Regions from separate parts of the Sus scrofa genome. Here regions 1 and 2 are each linked to region 3. The links are chromatin contacts, called in public HiChIP or PLAC-seq and promoter capture Hi-C maps. All regions are on one chromosome and are shown on one strand. The core of a region is the stretch at or near the end of the contact, and the rest is flanking DNA. Distances in the headings are between cores, read along the strand shown.

Region 1 (3,846 bases), core at 476-2,975, 36 kb after region 3:
AGGCCCCAGATGCCTGGAACTAACAAGATTTCCACCTACATAGATCAATAGTAAGAAGAGAAACCAGGCAATTCTATTCTCTTACTAGACAGTGCTGCTTAGCAATAACCACTGTCTGGGAAGCCCTAACACACACGGCATTTACCAAATACTGAGTAAACATCTGATTTCATATTTCACAGGGCCCAAACCAGCCCGGCTGCTTTAATCCTGGTTTGTGATAGAATAACCCCAGATCCTCTCCTAGATGAAAGACAGCAAGGAGCTTCCTGCCCAAACTTGCCTAGAGAATGTCCCCAAAGCAAATTCTCTGTTGAGGAAACCCTGTCCAGCATTATATAAGTCCCCTACAGAGGCTTCCCACTCTATAGACTCATGTCTATTCCCCAGGCTCAACCTCACCATTATCTGTCAATTTCCTCCAAGTGTGTGTTCAGAAATAAGGTGAGAAAACTAAGATGAAGCTTTGAATGCAAAGTCACAGAGCACTTTAAGAGTCACTTTCTTAAAGTGTTTCAGGGGGAAGAATTGCGGCATCATGTGAGAATAAACAAGGAACAAACCCTGATGTGTTTTCCCCTTCCCAGAGCCTCAATCTGACCATGGCTTCTTTAGTTGTTGTGAGGATCTGCCCAGCCCTGGACAAAGCTGATCACCTGCTTTCCTTGGAAGAGGCTCAGTAACTGAGGACATCATCACTTCCCATAAGAAGCCACTCAAGCTACTGTAGGGTGACAGGTTTAAGTTGGTCAAGCCCCTCTCTGGGTCAAGAAAGGTGCAAAGGAAATAGTGATGGAGCACTCTGGCTCAGAGGAATGTGTCAAAAGACACGTTCCAGAAAAACGATGCCTCAGTCTTTAGCTCTCTTCTGGAAGGGGGCTTTCAGATGAACTGTTTCTAACTTGCTGATAACATGAGGGAATGCAGAAGTCAGAGCTTCCATTCCCAAAGAGGTGGCACCAGATAAGAGGCTGCCGGACGGAGACATTTATTTAAATCAAGGGCCCTGTGGTTCCTGTCGTGGCTCAACGGTTAAGGAAGCTGACTAGCATCCATCAGGACGCTGGTTCGATCCCTGACCTCACTCAGTGGGTTAAGGATCTCGCACTGCCATGAGCTGTGGTGTAGGCAGCAGACAAGGCTAGGATCCTGCATTGCTGTGGCTGTGGCATAGGCTGGCAGCTACAGCGCCCATCCCACCCCCAGCCTGGGAACCTCAATATGCTGCTGGTGCGGCCTTAAAGAGACAAATATATAAAAATAGATATATATAAATAAATAAATCAAGAGACCTTGGTGAACGGTTAGAAGCTGCTCGTTCTGTGCCATTCAGCTCTTTGGGGTGCAGGAACAGTTTCCCAGACCCCCAAAAGGAGTGAAATGAAAATTCCCTGGACTTCTCGTGGAAGCTCCTGCGGGACCCCTTCTGTCCTAGGCCGAGCCTCGAGGGAGACCCTGCTTTTCGCTCCCTGCCTGGGCCTCCTCCCTCCGGCCCGCGCCCCAGCCTTCTCGCACCTTGACCGTGTCCAGCGGATGCCCCACGAACACCAGGCACATGCCTCCAAAGCCGCCGGCCAGCAGATTCTTGAGAGGGCTAATGGGCTTTGCCTGGTCTGCCATGGTCCGTCTGAGTCACAGTATCTGCAGCTTTCCAGCGGCTCTCGCCCTACCGCTCCAGCCACAGCGCCGGAACCGCCGACCTTTCCCCTACTTTTGGGTGGGCGGGGCATAAGCCCGGGGCAGGTCGGGAGGAGGGTCTAGACCGCTCCCCCCGGCCCGGCTTCCGCCGGGGGAGGGCTTCTTCCGTCCGAAGTCCCGCCTCGATGGCTTGAAGGAGTAGGGGCTGGCCGAGACGCGTTGTGAAAGGTCTGTTTTAGGTTCTCGTTCCTCCACTCGGTTGGCAGAAGTTGATGGCACTCTGCTGTGTGACAGGCTCCTTTCCAGGTGCTGGAGGCACAGCTGGTAACACTGCGCAGGGGTCCCTGTTCTTATGGATCTTACAGACCATAACGAGGATAAATAAGTGGAAAATGCAATGTATCCAGTGGTGATAACTGCAATGAAGAAAAATAAATCTGGGAAGAGGATGGGGGGCAAGTAATTTGCAATTTTAATTAGATGAGTAAAGGAGGGTTTCACTGAGAAGGTGACTGGATTCAGGACCTGAGAAGGTGAGTTCTGTCCACAGATGTGAAGGGGATGGGGAGGGACCTTACAGGCAGAAGAAAAGAATGCAAAAAACCCGGAGATGGGCTGTGCCTGACCAGTTAGAGATGCCAGAGGGAGGCCTTTGTAGCTAGAGCAGAATTAGATAGATGAAAACATGAAGGTAATGGTGGCATATCAAGCAGGACTTTGTGAGCCTCTGTAAGGGCATCAGTCTCTCCTCTGAAGGAGATGGGAGCCATTCTGGGGTTTTATGCAGGAAAGTGGCATAGTCTGACTTATGAGTTAACAAGATCCTTCTTACTGCTGGATGAGAATAGACTATAAGGCTAAAGGTCTTGGTCAGAGATGCTGGATTGGACTAGAGCACAGCAGAGTAGGTGGTGAGGCATGTTTGGATTCTGGATATATTCTGAAGAAAGAACCTAAAAGAATTGTTAATGAACAGAATATAAGGTATGTAGGAGAGGAGTTAAGGATGATGCTGTTGTTTTTGGCTTATTTACTCTAGGTAGACAGTATGCAAGTATTCACTATATTACTCTTTTTTTAAAAAAATGTTTATTTTTTATTGAAGTATAGTTAATTTACAACTTTGTGTTAGTTTCAGGTGTACAGCAAAGTGATTCAGCTATACATGTACATATATCTATTATTTTTCGGATTCTTTTCCCATATAGGTTATTATAGAATACTGAGAAGAATCCCTGTGCTATAAGTAGATCTTTTATATTACTCTTACATTGTTTCCATATGTTTGAAATTTCTCAAATTAAAAAGTTGTGAACAGTTGGAGTTCCCTTATGGCTCAACTGGCTAAGGATCCACTGTTGTCACTGCTGTGGCTGGGGTCACTGCTGTGGTATGTTCCTTGGCTCAGGAACTTCCATATGCCACAGGTGCGGCCAAAAAAGAAAAAAAAAAAGTTGTGAACAGTAAACATACCCCTATTCTGCAGCAAGTACCTCACTGCCAAGCTGACGTGTTAATAGTCCTCCTTTGTAGGCTCTCCTAGGCTAGCAAGAAGCCTAGAATGGGGAGGGTGGACCACATATGCTAGGGGTGGAAAGATGAGTGACAGGGTCAGGATTGGGATCAGGAAGTAACTGGCCTGTCTAGTACAGAAGGCCTGTAGGGGAGTGGAAAGCAACAAGTTGGGGCAAGGCTCGAAACCCTGTTTACTCTGAGCTATAGGCTTTTTCTAGATGGGATGGGGAACCATGGAAGAATTTTAACCACAGTGGTGACATCAGATTTGTTTTAGAAAATCCATTTTGGAAGGATGAATTTGCGTTGGGAGAGGATGGAAGCAGGGAGATCAGTTAAGGGAAGATTACAGTGGTCCAGGAAAGAGGCAGTGAAGGCATGAACTGAGCCAGGGACCATAGAAGGACAGAAAAAGAAATAGATCCCAGAGGCATTGCCAGAAAACTTGCAGCAGCTCTGGGTTTCAGACACATTGCAATTGCAGTACCAGTGACACATCTGAGGACATATCTGATCAGTGTCAGGTATATGACTTGGGAACCAGGAAAGAGGTGAAGGCCAAAGACAGAAGCCAGGAAGGCTTCAGCATAAAGATGTATACACAACCCCTAGAAGACTGTGCCATGTGAAGAAGGGCAGTCATGGAAGAAAGTTGCTAGTAGAATTTTGGAAAATAAAGAAAAAGTGGTGCTT
Region 2 (4,334 bases), core at 962-3,461, 54 kb after region 3:
TACTAATGTCATGATGTAATGGATATGTTTTGTCAAAACAAATAAAATAAGTACACTGGGTTATACACACACTTTTGCGTTACTAATATATAAAATTTATAATTTTTTTTTTTTGTCTTTTTGCCTTTTCTTGGGTCGCTTCCGTGGCATATGGAGGTTCCCAGGCTAGGGATCGAATCGGAGCTGTAGCCACTGGTCTACGCCAGAGCCACATCTGAGCCGCATCTGCAATCTACGCCACAGCTCACGGCAACGCCAGAACCTTAACCCACTGAGCGAGGCCAGGGGTCAAACCTGAAACCTCACGGTTCTTAGATTCGTTAACCACTGAGCCACTGGGGAACTCCTAGAAAATTCATAATCTTATGTTATTCACTCCTTACTATTAATTTTCACTTCAAATTAATTTGGGGCTTCTTTGTATTTGAATGCACTTGATTTGGATACATGCTGTGAGTTAAACTGGAACCTGAAAATCGTGTACAAGAAATATACCAATAGGAGTTCCCCCAGTGGCTCAGTGGTAAGGAACTGGATTAGTACCCATGAGGACACAGGTTCCAACCCTGGTCCTGGCGTCAGTGGGTTAATGATGCAGTGTTGCCATGAGCTGTGGTGTAGGTTGCAAACGCGGCTGGTTCGGATCTGGTGTTGCTGTGGCTGTTGGGTAGGCCACAGCTGCAGTATGATACCATCCCTAGCCTGAGAACTTCCATATGCTTCGAGTGCGGCCCTAAAAATACCACCCCCCCCAAAAAAAAAACCCGAAGCAGCTTTTCCATGCTGTCCAGCAGCAACCTGAGTGAGCCTACATGGTTCTATCTATCCATAATACTTGTTAAAGGTCATAGAAGGTACTGAATGTCATATTGGCACTTTCTATACTTCTTGAAGAAACTGTGCAGCAAGAAAGTTAAGATTCAGCCTTGGGTGAATGGGAGAAGTAGGCTGCGGAAAGGGAAAAGGAAGCTTGGTGTGGTCCTGCAGATCCGCGGCCACCAGGGGACGGCATCTGAATGTAGGCAGAAAATCCCGACCCGGTGCGCTGACCCGAAGACCCAGCTCTCCTTTGATCTTTGATCAGAGAGCGGATGGGAAATAGAAGTCCTTTATCCATTCCACGAACGTCAGGGTGTCTTCTCCGTGCCGGACACGGCTAACAAACGGTGAAGTGAGGAGTCCATCAGAAAAACTCGGGTTTAGGAGTTCCCGTCGTGGCACAGTGGTTAAAGAATCTGACTAGGAACCATGAGATTGCGGGTTCGATCCCTGGCCTTGCTCCGTGGGTTAAGGATCCGGCGTTGCTGTGAGCTCTGGTGTGGGTCGCAGACGTGGCTCGGATCCCATGTTGATGTGGCTCTGGCGTAGGCCGGTGGCTACAGCTCCGATTCGACCCCTAGCCTGGGAACCTCCATATGCCGCGGGAGAGACTCAAGAAAAGGCAAAAAGACCAAAAAAAAAAAAAGAAAGAAAGAAGAAAAACTCAGGTTTAGGGTATCCCGGCGGGCGGCGCTGGTAGGAGAAAGCAGGAAGAGATGCAGTGAGTGACCCCTCTCCAATAAGCCAAACCCTTTCCTCTGCTGCCCCTCGCAGCAGTCGGCGCCGGCAGTGCGCTGGGCACACTCTGGGTCGGAGCGCTAAGCTGCAGAGAAGCAACCGCGCAGAAGCGTTATCACCCAGCGCCAGTCACGACCCGGGCGACCGTGGGGCGACCTCAGGCCGGAAGTGACGCAACTGCTCCGAACACTTCCGGAGCTGCGAAGAAGGCTCCGCCAGAGGAAGCAGCGCGGGCCTTGACCGGCGTTGGCTCGCCGCCTCCGCCGCCGCCGCGCCTGTGTCCGGTTCCTCAGGCCTGGCCCGACCCAGTTTGGTCCGCCCGGGCTCAGCGGCCCCGGGGCCGCGGCTCCCGGTGAGTGCGCATTGCGAGTCGCGGCCTTGTTTACCCGAGCGGGCCGGGGGAGGGGGGGTGGGCTCTCCTCGCGCCTCCCTAGCCAGGCCGGGGCTCCGCCTTCGTCGCTGCCCGCGAGGTCCCGGCGCCCCCCGCAGCCTTTTCACTGTCTCAGCGCCCTCTGCTACCCGCCGAGGGGCGGCTAAAAACCGTAGTCTGAGCGGACTAGCGCCTGGCGCTTCTCCGTTTTTCCTCTTCTAGCCGCTTGCTCTGCTCGCGTAAAGGTCGGAGGCCGGCGCCTCTCACCGACTGGCGCCGGCGCATCTGGGCCCTCTCCGCCGGCCACACCAGGGAGACTCACTGCCTCCGGAGTTTCCCATTCGAGTCATCACTGGGAACTCTCGCAATGCCTCCCGCGCGGCTAGTTAACGCCCGCCAGTGAAGGCTCCCCAGCGCGTGGGCTCCGTGTCCTCGCGGATATCCCGGCCCTTCGGACACGATATGCAGCCCAGGAACTGCGCCGCCGCCTCGGGGGACCCTGCTGTGCTAGCCGCGGGAGAGGCTACTGTGTTCTCGGATGACTTCACCTCAGTACTGATTGTTACCCTGTCCCATAGAACTTTCTCTCACAATGCGTATATTCTGTACCTTTGAGTAACCCTTGACCACTAGCCACCCGTAGCCCTTGAGCATTTGATTTATGGATAGTGCGACTGAACAGCCAAATGTTAAATTTTGTTTAATTTTTAAGTTAAATAACCGTGTGTTGTTAGTGACTACCGTATTACCTTGCGGATTTAATGTAGGGTTTTGAAACTAAGTTGCTGATTCATATTTTTTTACTAGGTTTTCTTCGGAGATGTAGATTTAGTAAATGACTATTTAGCGCTAAATATTATATCTGTAGTTAAACATCGTTAGATCCACCAAAATGTTTTTGTTTTGCTCATGTCAACTTTAAACTGAGAAGTCTTCCGTTTCAATTCTTTAGCACGGAGTGGATGTCAGGTCTTCTGAACACGTGACTTTGGGGGTGGAGTGGGAAGTAGTTTCAGTTATTCCTTTTCTGTTTGGGATGTAGGGATAGTATTTAACATCCAGAGGAAATCAAACCGTTATCATCTGTTCTGTAATAAGGCAATAACGTACTGGTCTCCTTAAGCAGTGTCAGTATTCTTTCAAGTAGAATAAAGTTTATTTAACTTTGAAAAGGTAACAAAAATTAAGATTTTATTTAAGTCTAGACTTAGAACACTCAGTAAGTATGAAATGGTGTTCTTCTTTTTGGAAGGGAGCCTGATGTTTTCCCCTCCTTCTTGAGTATTAAGTTGATGAGAAACCTGTGGGCAACCCTTAAAGCCCAAATCCTGGAGAGAAATCCGGAGAAAGTGAAAACCTTGCTCTTTTATTGTAATTCTGGAGGTGGCTTTGTGAATAGTATTAGGCTCTCCAGGAGAGTGATGGGGAGTTAGGAGTCCTCATAGGCCACGGATCTGGTGAAAGTGTAACACTGGACTCTACTGGTTGGCAGCAGTGTGGACCTGGGCAAGTTATTTAATCTTTTTGAACTCTTTTCCTCATTTATAAGAAGGGGATGATAGCTACTTTGTAGAGTTATAAACATTTAATGAGAATGAATCTGACCTGAAATTGGTGTCATTAAATGAAAGCTATTATTGGTAGTGCTGTTTTGCAGATGGGAGCAATATTTATAATACTGTTTATGCTTATTTGCCCAGTAAGCAGTATCTTATGTAAAAATGCAGATAAAAGTCAAATTTTAGGAATGGAGTTCACATTGTGGCTCAGTGGGTTAGGAACCCAACAGTGCTGGTGAGGATGAGGGCTTGATATCTGGCCTCTCTTAGTGGGTTGAGGATCCGGCGTTGCCACAAGCTGCAGTGTAGGTTGCAGATGTGGCTTGGATCTGGTGTTGCCATGACTGTGGTGTAGGCCTGCACCTGCAGCTCTGATTCTGCCTTTAGCCTGGGAACTTCTGTATGCCACAGGTGGGGCTGTGAAAAGAAAAAAAAGAAAAGTCACATAGCCCTAAACATGTCAGAAGAGAGGTGGGAAATGGGTGTTAACATTACCTAGTGAGCATTCTGTTGGGGACTTTTTTTGTTGTTGTTGTTGTTGTTTGTTTTTTAGGGCTGCACCCACTGCATATGGAGGTTCCCAGGCTAGGGCTTGAATCAGAGCTATAGCTGCCAGCCTACACCACAGCCACAGCAACATGGAATCCGAGCCACATCTGCAACCTATACCACAGCTCATGGCAACGTGGGGATCCTTACCCACTGAGCAAGGCCAGGGATCAAACCTGCGTCCTCATGGATGCTAGTCAGATTTGTTAACTACTGAGCCACAATGGAAACTCCTGGGGCGTTTTTTTATTTGAAAATAATTTTTTCATGAATAGAGATCTGAAGTATTGGCAGTATTC
Region 3 (4,473 bases), core at 1,262-3,761:
GATTATAGCTTTGTGTTGTATAGTTATGACAGTGAAACAAATGTAGGATTCACTCCTGAAACAAAGCTTTTAAAAACATATTTATCCCAGAAATTCCCTTGTGGTGTATCAGGTTAAGGATCCAGTTTTGCCACACATTTATGGTGCAAGTCACAACTGTGGCACGGGTTCAATCCCTGGCCTGGGAACCTCCACATGCCACAAATGTAGCCAAAAAGCAAAAACAAATAAAAAACCAATTTATCCCTAGGAAGTTGTTGTCACTGTACCTATTTTAAAGATAAGTGAATTTAAAATCAAACAGGTTCCGCAGCTTTGTCTTGGGCCACCAAACACTTCTGTGGCAGAGATCTGGTGGCAGAGTTGGAAAATAATTTCTGATTTCCAGGTTCAAGGTGAAAAACCCATAATTTAATGTGTATTAAGTCAGGGGAAACCCAGAAAAGCAATTTCCACACTTGGTATGAATAAACTTAGGAAAGCTGTCCAGAAACTGAAGCTTACAACCTCTAACAGCAATGACCAATAATTAACTCCCTGCCAGTCTGACTTGAATATGGATTCAATTCAGAACTAGGTTGTTGGGGTTTTTTTTCTCCAATATGATCTAGCAACACTAAGTCTCTAACTCTGTCCTGCAAATGTTTTCACTTTTTTGTTAAATTCTGGCTGTCCAAGACTCACACACATGGAGAACAGACTTCTGACTGTCTAGGGGAGGGAGAAGGGAGTGGAATGGGCTGGGAGTGTGGGGTTAATAGATGCCAGCTATTACATTTAGAATGGGTAGACAATAAAGTCCTATGTATAGCACAGAGAACTATATCCAGTCTAGGACAGACCATGGTGGAAAATAATATTAAAAGAATGTGTGTGTGTGTGTGTATATATATACATATATATGTGTGTATATATGTGTGTGTGTGTGTGTGTGTGTATGACTGAGTCACTTTGCTGTGCAGCAGAAATTGACACATTGTAAATCAACTATAATTAATTTTTTTTTTTTTTGTCTTTTTGCCTTTTCTAGGGCCGCTCCTGTGGCATGTGGAGGTTCCCAGGCTAGGGGTCTAATCGGAGCTGTAGCCACTGGCCTACACCAGAGCCACAGCAACGTGGGATCCAAGTCGAGTCTGCAAGCTACACCACAGCTCAGGGCAACACCAGATCCTTAACCCACTGAGCAAGGCCAGGGATCAAACCTGCAACCTCATGGTTCCTAGTCAGATTTGTCCACTGCGCCACAACGGGAACTCCTATAATTTAATTTTTTAAAATGAGTTCAAAAAATCTGGCTGTTCAAAAGTAGGGTAATTCTATTGTTAAGTTGACAAAGCCTATGTTGAAGCAACCAAGGAAAATGGAATTGCTTTCTGACAACCCTGCTTAAATATATATAGAAAGTGTTACTGTTCTCTTTCCTGCAACCCGTATGCTAAAAAAAGTTATTGTTTACCCTCATCAAATTTATTTGATCCAATTATCTTAGCCAAATTTATATATATATATAAATTATTATTATATTATTATGTGTGTGTGTGTATATATATATATATATAGATAGATAGATATTATATATATAGGGTTTTTTTTCTTTCCAGGATCCGTACTTTAAGAAATGCATACTCAAGGACCAAGGGTGAAATGCTGGAATTTGCTTTAAAATACTTCAGCAAAGAGGAAAAAAAAAATACAGCTGAAACATCTGTGACAGATCTTTCAACTGTGTAATGGGGGTGATGGCATATAGGGGGTTCATTTCACATTTTCTCTCTATTTTTGTATATGCTCGAAGTTTTTCACAATAACTTCACAAAATGAATTCTTTCCAGACAAAGTTACCTTCCTGGCTATGAAATATGAGTCAGTGGATGTGAATGTTCTTGTCTTCGGAACGAAAGTGGGCGAAGGGTCTCCAGCAGAGGCCAAGCAGCCGTGGGCTCCACGCCCCTCCGGCCCCGCGCCAGCATGCGGGCCGAAAGCGCGCACGTTTCTCTTGAGCTGAATCTGACAACTCCCACTCCGTGCGCTCTACGGCTCGCAGGACTGCCGAGCTCAATTTGGAAGTGGCACACGCGGGGATCAAGCCCGCCGTTCGGGAACCCAGACAAACTCCGCTCGAGAGCTTCAAGGTCCCGGGCCCAGGGTTGCAGGCCTAGCCCCCGAAGCCCCCTCTGGAACTCCTAGAGACCCCTACCCGACCCGCCACTGCTCCTTCGACCCCCCCACCGCGACCCCTGGCCCAGCCTGCCTCCTACCGTCCAAGTCCTCGTCGTCCTCCGACTCGCTGTCCGCGATCGCGTCGGTGACAAGGCCAGAGCTGGGCTCTAGATCCTGGGAGCCGGAAGGAGGGGCGGCGGGTGGGGTGGAGGCTCGGGAGCGGGCCTCGCGCAGGCGGGTGAAGTAGTCCACCGCGAAGTCGACCAGGTCGGGTGGCTGCCGCCGCAGCACCTCCACGGTGTAGCCCTGCAGCAGCTCCGTGAGCCCAGGCGGGATCTGGATGTGGCTCATGCCGGCGGCGGCCGCGAGGACAGGCAGGACCCGGCCGCCGGCAGCCACTGTCTGGGCGCTCCCTCACGCCGGCCTCCCGCCCGGCACCCGCGAGGTCTCCTCACGCGCGACCTGGGCTGGGCCCCCCTCGCGCCAGGTCGCCCTTTGGCCGGGTGTGCGTTTCCGGGTCACGCCACCCTACGCTACTCCGGCCGGCCTGGTACCGCCGCCGCTGTCACTGGGCAGCCGCCGCCGTAGCCGCGGGTACCGACAGGCGGGCAAGCGGGACGGGCGGGGCAGGAGCCCGGGTTGTGACGCACGCTGCCGCGGGCGTGCGCGCTCCCGCCAGCGCTCTGGCCCTCAGTGCGCGTGCGCCAATAGCCCACCGGGCCTGCCGGGCAGTCTCTCCGCAAGGCGCAGCAATTAATGGTTTTCCCGTTAAGCGGGTCCATTGGCGCCGCTTATTTTTAATTTCTACTTTCAACACACCCTAGGATCCTCCCGTTTGCTAGCCCTTACTAAGTGCCAGGGACATAACCGAGAGTCAACGTAAAAATGCACATTACCACCTCAGAGTGGTTCCAGCTATAGTGCAGAGCAAGAGGGCCCACATTAGGGGATGGCATTTAAGCTGGCTCAGAGGCCTGGGCAGGATCTGGCCATAGGAGCATCTGAAGAAAAGCCATGTGGCCTAGAGGGCAGTAAGTGCAAAGACCTGGTAAAGTCAGAACCACCCAGACCTCAGGGTGGAATAGTGGCATGACCATAGGCCCCTCAGAAGTCTTGGCAGGAAGACTGTGAGATGTCAAAGGGAGAAGACCTTGTAGATAGGAGGAGTTTCAGTGATATAGTAATTTTGGAGCCAAAGGCAGATAAATAAGCCTGGAAGAGCTCAGAAGGTCAAACATGTTCCTTGAGAAAAGGGAATAAGACCCAGAGCAGGAGAGAAGGATCGAGATGGCAGAGGAGTTAAGATGTCTCCCTCACCTTCTCCCACAAAAGAAAGTTGTTTTTTGACAACTCCCACTCCATGTGCTCTACGGCTTGCAGGACCGCAGAGCTCAACTTGGAAGTGGCACACGCATCAAAAAAACAAAACTACACATAGAACAATTCGCACAGAACATCTATTGAACACTGGCAGAAGAACTTAAGCCTCCAAAAAAGGGCAAGAAACCCTCCACAAAACTGGGTAGAACAACAACAACAACAAAAATCAGAGAGAGCAAGAGAGAAAGAGAAAGTCCCAGAGCAGGAATGACCACTGTGCCTTTTTCTCCTCTTGAGCAATACAATCAGGATTCCCAGGACTAGGTCTGGATATCTCTTCTATCCCTATATTCCACCCTGGGCCAGCAGTACTTTAATGGTGTTGAGCAGACCACAAGGCACAGATATCCTTTGCCCCTGGGGAGAGGGCATAGGTGAAACTGGAGAAGCCATGCTATTTCCCAAGTTGCCCCTTCATGCACACCAAATTGGAGGGGAACAGGAAAAGGTAGAAACTTTTCTGGGATGTCCATACAGCATAAGTGCTGACCAAAGACTCAGAGGGCATAGGATAGAATCCTCCCTCTCTTTGCTGGGCCCAGGCAGAAAGTGACTAGATGTAGCCCTGGGAATCTGAAAGGCATTTGGGATGGTTACGCTCCACCTGGTAATTACCCAGCATTAATTAAAATCCTCACTAGGATCTCTCATATTAGCTTGGCACACACCCAGGAGCTCAGTGCTGCTGGGAACTGAGCTTCAAGAAGCAGGAACATCCAGCCCCCACTGGTATAGATGCTACCCAGCTCTAGGCCAGGCAGGCCTGTGATTCCAAACAGTGGTATCTCCCTGGATAAGTTTCTTGACTGCTGGAAAGCGTCCTGGACTGTCAAATTTGTGAAAGAAGGGGAGTTCCCGTCATGGCGCAGTGGTTAACGAATCCGACTAGGAACCATGAGATTGCGGGTTCGGTCCCTGCCGTTGCTCAGTGGG

Evidence for each region. Promoter capture Hi-C pulls out the DNA fragments that hold promoters and counts their contacts. HiChIP or PLAC-seq counts read pairs in DNA pulled down with a chosen protein or histone mark.
Region 1: a contact with region 3 is called in an H3K27ac HiChIP or PLAC-seq map of alveolar macrophages. The contact joins the promoter of SLC25A20 here to the promoter of PRKAR2A in region 3. A contact is called at or near these places in 6 of 47 Hi-C or Micro-C datasets (embryonic fibroblasts, fetal heart ventricle, heart right ventricle and 2 more) and 2 of 2 datasets of contacts at active chromatin or transcription factors (alveolar macrophages and skeletal muscle).
Region 2: a contact with region 3 is called in a promoter capture Hi-C map of fetal skeletal muscle, with 3 times the contacts expected there. The contact joins the promoter of ARIH2OS here to the promoter of PRKAR2A in region 3. A contact is called at or near these places in 2 of 5 promoter capture datasets (fetal skeletal muscle and liver), 3 of 47 Hi-C or Micro-C datasets (heart right ventricle, liver and skeletal muscle) and 2 of 2 datasets of contacts at active chromatin or transcription factors (alveolar macrophages and skeletal muscle).

What each region holds. Positions count from the first base shown.
Region 1 is chr13:31,551,564-31,555,409 of Sscrofa11.1, forward strand. It overlaps SLC25A20 (mitochondrial carnitine/acylcarnitine carrier protein), which reads right to left and starts at 1,726. Exons shown (of 9, transcript XM_003483178.4): 1 at 1,516-1,726. The coding sequence starts at 1,620.
Region 2 is chr13:31,568,337-31,572,670 of Sscrofa11.1, forward strand. ARIH2OS reads right to left here and starts at 2,212. Exons shown (of 3, transcript XM_013981653.2): 1 at 2,128-2,212; 2 at 1,794-2,047; 3 at 1,429-1,792. The coding sequence starts at 2,212. The coding sequence ends at 1,490. ARIH2 (E3 ubiquitin-protein ligase ARIH2) reads left to right here and starts at 1,690. Exons shown (of 16, transcript XM_003132197.6): 1 at 1,690-1,909.
Region 3 is chr13:31,514,494-31,518,966 of Sscrofa11.1, forward strand. PRKAR2A (protein kinase cAMP-dependent type II regulatory subunit alpha) reads right to left here and starts at 2,512. Exons shown (of 11, transcript NM_214258.2): 1 at 2,259-2,512. The coding sequence starts at 2,511.